Linked DNA regions of Sus scrofa: region 1 is linked to region 2. Evidence: chromatin contacts called from public Hi-C data. All regions are on one chromosome and are shown on one strand. The core of a region is the stretch at or near the end of the contact, and the rest is flanking DNA. Distances in the headings are between cores, read along the strand shown. Region 1 holds the start of EPN2 (epsin-2). Region 2 holds the start of B9D1 (B9 domain-containing protein 1).

Region 1 (4,057 bases), core at 1,189-3,688, 87 kb before region 2:
ACAGTTCCAATTTGAGATGAAGCTGGGGAGGGAAAGGGGCTCATAAACTATATCTTATATTCAGGTTATCTGTTCTTTACAGATAACCTGTTTTACTGGGGGAGGGATTAAAAGGCAGCCTGGGGAGCCGAGGAACCGGGGATCGAACCGAGGCTGCCGGGCCGCTGCCGCTTCTCTGCCCGCGTCCCTGGCAGCCCCTCCGTCGGCATCTGCCGGCGTGTGCGCCTGCCCTCTCGCGGCGACTCTCTGAACTGCAGGCCGCCTTCCTCTTGAGAAGTGAGGCAGGGCCTATGGGGTTGGGGGCTGGGGGGACGGGGAGGCAGGGGCAGAGCCACCCGGCCGGGGGTCCCACACTGGGGCCTGGGCCAGGCCAAGGTCCGAAGCCTTTCCCTCGCGTCGTTCTCCTGCCACTCTCAGATTTTCACCCCCCCAATCCTCAAACTATTACTGCTTAATAAAACTTAAAATTGTTCCATGGACAGCTGTAGCCCTGATTGGACCCCTAGCCTGGGAACTTCCATGTGCCTCGGGGGCAGCCCTAACAAGACAAAAGACAAAAAAAAAATTTGTTCCATGAACAGATGGCTTTTTTTGGTTTGTCTTTTTAGGGCTGCACCTGGAGCTTCCCAGGCTAGGGGTCGAATTGAAGCTGCAGCTGCTGGCCTACCCCACAGCCTTATCCCACTGAGTGAAGCCAGGGACGGAACCTGCATCCTCAGGGACACTAGGTCAGGTCCTTAACTGGCTGAGCCACAGCAGGAACTCCCCATACTGCTCTTCTTAAGTGGAAACATCTGTGTCACTTTATACATCATAACAATGAAACTGAGATAAAAATGAGAAAAGGTTATGAAATGCTGTTGGAGACTGTTTATCACCAAAAAAAAGTGCATGGCCTGCTCTTTGTTCAAAAGGAAGACTAGGAGTTTCGGTTGTGGCTCAGCCAGTTAAGGACCCGGCGTTGCCCTCGGTGAGGACGCCAGTTTGATCCCTGCCCACCCCCAGTGGGTTAAGGATCTGCGTCGTTTGCAAATGTGACTCGGGTCCGTCACAGCCACAGCTACAGCTCCCATTCTGCCCCTAGCCTGGGAACCTCCACATGCCGCAGGTGCAGCCCGAAAAAGGAAAAAAGGTATGTTAAAAGCGAGATTAACCAAGTATCAGAAAAGCATTTTTCAAACACATCTTAATATTCCGACACAGGAGAGACACAAAGATGAGGCAAACATTTTTCAGAAGAATACCCTTCTTTTTCGGATGTTTTCTATTTTATTCAATCTACTTTATTTTTTTAAATGCTCAAAGGTGGGTAGATGCACACATGTAAAAAAATGTTGGTGGGAATGGAAGCTGGATTGTGGTACATAGGGACTCACCCTTTTTTTGTGCCTATTCAGAAGCTGCAAATTAAAAAGAATATTTAGAGGCAGCTGGGAGGCCACGTGGCCAGGGTCGGGGTGGGGGTGGTGGGAGGCTATTAGGAAGAGAGCCATGAACGTTCTAGAACATGTGTCTGTTGGGGGTTGATGCAGAGGCCGTGTGCTGGGCTTGGAGAGGTACCACCAAGCTGCTTTTTCCCAAGAGGCCGCACCAGGCAAGCAAGCTGTTATCACAAGTCGTTAAAACCACCCTCTGCCATTCTGACTCTCCCCAGGTTCCCTCATTTTGTAATTGTAAGGCTGCATTCTTTTGCTTAAAGAGGCCCTCCTGGGAGTTCCCATCATGGCTCAGCAGTTAATGAGTCCAACTAGGAACCATGAGGCTGCGGTGTTCCATCCATGGCCTTGCTCAGTGGGTTAAGGATCCGGCGTTGCCATGAGCTGTGGTGTGGGTCGCAGACGCGGCTCAGATCCTGAGTTGCTGTGGCTGTGGCGTAGGCTGGCAGCTACAGCTCTGATTCGACCCTTAGCCTGGGAACCTCCATATGCCGCGGGATGGGCCCAAGAAATGGCAAAAAGACAAAAAAATAAATAAAGGATGCAAGTTCAATTCCTGTCCTCACTCAGGGGGTAAAGGATCTGGCGTTGCTGTGGTATAGGCCGGCAGCTGTAACTCTGACTTGGCCCCTAGTTTGGGAACTGCCACATGCTGCAGGTGCAGCCCTAAAAAAAAAAAAGCCAAAAAAAAAAAAAAAAAAAAAAAAAGAGGGCTTCCTACTTTAGGAAGGTTCAGACCCAACAGAAGGTCAGAGGTCAGAGGCCCTACGAACTGGGAGCAAGCTGGGAGCCCAGACAGGGTCCTGGGAGGCCCAAGGGATGAGCTCTGAGGTGGGGGGGGGTCCCAGATTGGAGACACAGGTGGAGGAAGGAGGCAGGTGAGGCGGCACCGCTCTAGTCCAGGTGGAGGCTGTTGGGGGCCAGGAGGAGCGCAGGCGTGGCTCAGAGTCCCGTGGGCCACAGACCCTGCCCAAGCCCCTGTGCTGTGCGGTGGGTCCGGGAGGGACTCCGGGCGAGTTTGCGGATGTGGGGTGTTGGGTGCAGGAGCCTGGGGTGGAGGCGAAACTTAGGAACCGTCGGGGCCCAACTGGCCGTGAGTCTAGAGACTCTAGACGGAGGTCACCGCGGGACTTCGTGCAGCGGAGGTGAGGCCTGGGGCGCCTCGACGGTAACGGGCCGGCGAGAGGAGGAGGAACCAGCCGAGCAGCCGTGGGGAACCGGGAGGAGAGACGCCGCGGGCGGTGAGCCTGCTAGGCTCCGACGTCTTCGCCTCCAGCCCCCGACCCAGAGCGTGGCCTCGGCCGCCGTGGGGCCCCCACCCCCTCTTTGCTCTGTTTGGGTCCTGAGGCCGTGACTTTGCCCATCCTGGGCTGTGCCGACTTCTCAGGGCCGGGTTCAGCGCGAAGCACCAGCGGATGCTCCGGAGATGGAGGTGACTGGGGGACGGGCTTTGCAGGCGGGGAAACAGGCTCGGGAGGGCAGAGATGTGCTGACGTGACTTGGAGGCAGGGCAGGGGCTTGGGCAGGGTCTGTGGCCTCAGGCCCAGGCCTCTGACGCTCTTGCCTCGTTCCGGTCTTGTCTCGTTTGGGGGCCTGGGCCCCGGGCGGGGCGGCCACCCCGGCGGGCAGAGGGCGCTGTGATGCGGGAGCCGCCGGCAGGGGGCGCTGCCGGTGCGCGTTGGCGCCCCGGGCGGGCGGGCGGACCCCGCGGAAAAGGGGCTGAGGGTCGGCGCCGGGCGGGCCGGGGAGACCCGGGCCGGGGCGGGCTCCCCCGGAGCAGGAAGACCTTTGCCAGCCTGCGGAGGGAGGCAGGCTCAGGGCAGGTGTCCCAGGAGGTGACTTTTGAAACTGTGTCCCGAACACTGAGGGGGAGGTGGCGCTGGCGAAGGGCGGGGGGCGCAGGTGGAGGGACGTCGAGGGCCCGGGCGGCTCCCCAGGCTGGGGAAGCAGGGCACGCCTCGGCCGACGGCGGCCGGGGATCTGCTGGGACCACACGAGTGGCCCCCGGAGCTGATGCGCTCCGGAGCCGCGAGGAGGGGAGGCCCCGTGCCCTGTCCTTAAAAGCCCTTAGCTTTTCCGCTGCTGATTTGCCTGGGACAGGGGCGCTCCCGCACCGGCCCCACCCCACCCCCGCCCCGCCCCTGTGCCCCCACCTGCTCTGAGCCATCTGAGCAGAGGGCCTGCACCGTGGGAGCCATCGCCTGCAAGGGAGTGCCCAGGGCCTACTCAGCGCCCTCTCCCCTGCTCTCCCTGGAGGGGTGATGATGGCAGAGCCGCTCTCTTGCCACCGCCTGGGGTCCCTGCAGGTCAGAGGTCGAGGCGCTGCCTGCCGGCCTGGGAGGTCTGTGGTCACTGGGGGAGAAGCTGAGGGGACCGCCTCCTGAGCCTGGGGAGAAGAGGGGGTGGGCTGGCAGGGGCTGCCTCTCCCCAGGCCTCAGGCTCACCCCCTGGAGAGCAGATTTCTCAGGATGGTGGGAGGCTCCTTCCGTCCTGGGTCCAAGGCCAGCTGAAGGACTGGCTCTTTGGGTGCCCCGCCCGCTTTCTGCAGGGACAGCTTCCAGGGACCATGTCGGCAATGAGGACAATGAGAATAGTAATGATTTTTGTTTGTTTTGATGGTT
Region 2 (3,796 bases), core at 592-3,091:
CTAAGCTGGGTCCCTGCGTCCTCAACCTGGGACCCCGCACACAGGAGAGAGGTGCAGGCTGAGCAAGGACGGACCAGCTGAGGGTCTGCCACTCGGCCGCCTCCAGGCCAGCTCTCTCGGGTCTGCGTGTGGCGTGGCCCACGTGTCCCTCTCCGCAGCCAGGCGCGAGTCCCAGGGCGGGGCACGTGCTGGGGCCAGCGGGGTTGCTCTGCCCCAGCTCCACCAGGAGCGCACACATGCTTGCCTCTCCCCGAGACACAGCCGAACTGGGAGGGAACGGGGTGAAGGAGCCTTGGAGACCACAGCAGTCGTGGCGGCTGGGAGGCTAGGGGCCCAGCTTACCGCCGTGGGCGCCCAGTCCTGGCCGTACACGAAACAGTACTTGCAGTAGAGGTCGTCGTACTCGGGAAACTGGAAGTAAACACACAGGTTCCCTTTTCAGGGGCGCGTGCCTGGACTGGCTGCGTGAGGCAGGTGCGCCACCAGGAACCCTGAGCGCGAGGCACCTGCGAGGCTGAGAGACAGCATTCTGTCCACCCCGAGTTTTCCTGCTCCCCCTTCAGGGAGGGTCCAGCTTGCAGGCTGTCCTCCGGACCACCTCCTGGCTCCTGCAGCCCCCAGGGCTTCCCTCCCTCACGGCACTGCCTGACTTTCTTTCAATATATTTTATTGACTGTGTTTATTTCTGCCACCTCCAATAGACTGTGAACAAGGGGCAAATCAGCGCTTTCCGTGTCCCCAGCTCCTGGCCCCGGGGGTGAGTACAACAGGGGTCTAAGGAAATGGTGCTGAGGTGAAAGGTGCTACCAGGACCCAGGGCAGAGGCTTGGGTGGGGCTGATGACCCAGCGCAGGGTCCCACGCAGAGTGGGAGGAAGCGTGGGGACGGGTGGCTGCTGGGAGCACAGGCACCAGATGAGGGCCCCCGAGGGGACAGAGCAAGAGTGGGGAAGTTGGTCTTGGGTACTAGGCCAAGGAGCGGGGTGGACAGGGTGGGAGCATGGCGCAGCATCGTGGCGGAACAGGAAGGCAGGAGATGCCCACTGAGGCCCTGGCAGAGCTTCACCTAAACTACCTCAGCCCTCACAATGCAATCACGTTTTTAAAACAGCCTCGAAGGGCAGGCTAGCCTTCAAATCCCAGTCTTGCCCCTTCCTTTTGGGCATGTTTTCCCACGTGTAAGTGGGGATGGGAGCCTTGACTGCGCGATGCTGGGCACGGAGTCTGGCTTATACTGCGTCCGATACACAGAAATAACAAAAGGGTTCCTATGACGAGGAGGGTGGATGGGGGGTAGGTCCCTTGCCTTCCGACGGGCACACCGCCCCCCAGGCCTCGGCAGCCCGCCGCCACCGCTGCGTCGGGTCGAGCAGGTCTCCTCCCTTCCAACCCACGTTCAAGGACCTGAGCGCCGCGCGTGCGGGGCCTCGCCGCGCACCGACCCGCACGGATCGCCGGAGGTGGAGGCCCCTGCCCCGGACTCCCCGCGAGTTCGGCCGACTGTGGCCTCGGCCTCGCTCACCCCCAGACCTGTTTCCACACCGCACGGGGGACGGAGGGTCCGCGCGTCCTCGCGCCAAGGGTCTCCCACGCGGGTTCCCTCGCCTTCCCCCGCAGGCTTGGCGTGGCTCCGCGGGCCGGCCACGGGGGCCAGGGGTCCCAGAGGGACAAGGGCGGCCCGTGGGGTCCACGGCCGCTCACCTGGGCGCTCTCCACCTGCCCGTTCACCATGACCAGGAAGACGCTAGGCCCCGCGGCCGCCATGGCAGGGCTGCGCTCGGTTGCTAGGAGGCGCCGGGTTGCCCTGGAGACGGACGGTGTAGCGCGCGGGACAAGCTTCCCGGACGCAGGAGCTTCGCGAGGGCGCGCGCGCAGGCGCGGGCGGGGCGGGGCGGCGAGAGGCGGGGCTCCGCGGCGGGAGGAGTTCCCCCGGGCGCGGGGACAGTCGGCGCAGGGCGCCCGTCGGAGTGTGAGGGGTCAGGCGCCACCCGGCCTGTCGCCGGATCCGGTTACTCCGCGGGGAGTGCGTGTCCACTCGTACTTGCCCTCCCCAGCCCGGCCGGAGACGACAACCAGCGCGCGTGGGGCTTAAGGGCCAGGCCGCCATGGACCGGGTCCGGGCCCGGGTTACGAGAGTCGCCATGCGACCAGGCAGCTTCCTGCGTCAGGTCAACGGATGCTCCCTCGTGGCGTCTGAGACCCTCGCCCCCAAAAGTTTATTAAACAAACAGTGGAGGGACCTCGAGAATCCTTAAATCCAAGCTAGCGCTCCTCCGAGTGAGGCGAAGCGAGGCCGGGACACAAGCCATGGAGGGGCCGCACCTGGTCCCTCCGGCACCTGCGCCGGGGTGATGTGAGCCCCAGCACCGGGCTCTGCCAGGATCCTGGCCGCCCCGGGCGGTCCGTCTAAAGCACCCGTCACGGTTCGCATTTGCACATTTATTATTGTGAGAGCGCTGGCTAATGCTCGCCTCGCCCCCCAGACTCCATGAGCACAGGGGCTGTAGCAACCTTGTGTAGGGAGCATGTGGCAGCTGTGGAACGACTGAATAATTGAATACATCTCCGTTGCACAAAAGAGGAAGCAGATTCAGAAGGGAGGTGACTGGGACACCATCGCAGCAGCAGGTAAGGAGCTGAGCCAGGTTTCAAACCCAGAACTCCCGAAGGACCCTCACTGCCTCCTCTGCCTGGTCCTGGGCCGGTCCCAAGAGTGCATCTTGGCTGAGGTATCGAAGGTGGCATTGGAGACCGTCTCCCGAATCCAAGAAATGAGGGGACAGGCACGTGTGTAGACCTCAGGGAGGCCAGGCCGGGAGCAGGGACCCCAGGTCATCACACCCTCCAGCCGCCAGCTGCTAGCTTGGAAGCAGACCAGGGGGCTCCCATCAGACACCTGTGTGGGGGAGGGAAGGCGTGGTCACGGCCAGCCAGGCCCACGGACCCCCCTACCCCACCCAGGTGAGCAAAGATGCTAGCATTCACACCTCCGAGGCGAGGCGGGCCTGGGAGTCCGCTTCCCCAGGCCTGGGTCACCTGCCTCCCCCGCCCCACCCGCTCCCTTTGCAGTTAAAACGCTTCTGCACAGATGCTCCCGCCCTGGTGCAGCTCTTCCCTTCTCGTTGTGGCCTTGGGGTGTCACACAAGTCGGTTTTTAGCACCCTGCTTGCGGTTGCCAGGCAGCCGGGGGCTCCCAGTAGTTTCAGCCTCGCACAGAAACGGAAGGGGGAGCCTCCCCTGGGGGCGGATCGGGGAGGGGTGGGAGCCCAAGGGAGAGTGAGAGGTGACCAGGTCTGGTGGCTTTAGGAGGGTCTGCAGGGTGTGTGGGGGCACGTCTCAGGTCCCGGCTGGAATCCTCACCACCAGCTGGGCTGGGCCGGTGGGGGCGATCGCGCACCGGGAGCCCTTGGGCAGGAGGGCCTGCAGGTCCGGACAGTCGGGCTGGAGGCGGAAGGTGTCTCTGCAGGTGTTGGTGTGCAGCAGCCTCAGGGGGGTGCTCTCCAGCCTTGGGGGTGGGGCGTGGGGGTCTGCACGTGGCGGCATGGGGCAGACCCTCAGCAGCTTGGCCCCAGAAGAGCCCCCGCTGGGCTTCTCCTGGCCCCCAGCCCCGTCTCATACAGCTCCATCCTCTGTGGGACTCTCGCTGTCTCAGGGACAGGCCCACTGAGATGGGGGACAGCAGCCCCAGGGAGGGGCCCAGAGAGGGCCCAGTGCCCCTGGAAGGCGTAGCAGGTGCCAGCGCCCCTTCTCGTGTCCCCATGCAGGGCCCCAGCTCCACCCTGGCTGTCTCCCTGACC

Evidence for each region. Hi-C and Micro-C count contacts between places; a contact is called where the count stands out from the background.
Region 1: a Hi-C map of retroperitoneal adipose tissue shows a contact between it and region 2, with 2.2 times the contacts expected there. The contact joins the promoter of EPN2 here to the promoter of B9D1 in region 2. A contact is called at or near these places in 1 of 5 promoter capture datasets (liver), 5 of 47 Hi-C or Micro-C datasets (alveolar macrophages, embryonic fibroblasts, liver and 1 more) and 1 of 2 datasets of contacts at active chromatin or transcription factors (skeletal muscle).

What each region holds. Positions count from the first base shown.
Region 1 is chr12:60,247,920-60,251,976 of Sscrofa11.1, reverse strand. It overlaps EPN2 (epsin-2), which reads left to right and starts at 2,438. Exons shown (of 8, transcript XM_021067960.1): 1 at 2,438-2,868. The coding sequence starts at 2,852.
Region 2 is chr12:60,160,701-60,164,496 of Sscrofa11.1, reverse strand. It overlaps B9D1 (B9 domain-containing protein 1), which reads right to left and starts at 1,841. Exons shown (of 7, transcript XM_021067970.1): 1 at 1,701-1,841; 2 at 343-411. The coding sequence starts at 1,763. LOC110256121 (polyserase-2-like) reads right to left here. Exons shown (of 3, transcript XM_021067968.1): 3 at 2,424-3,796. The coding sequence ends at 3,202. It overlaps LOC110256123 (a long non-coding RNA gene), which reads left to right and starts at 1,927. Exons shown (of 2, transcript XR_002337393.1): 1 at 1,927-2,627.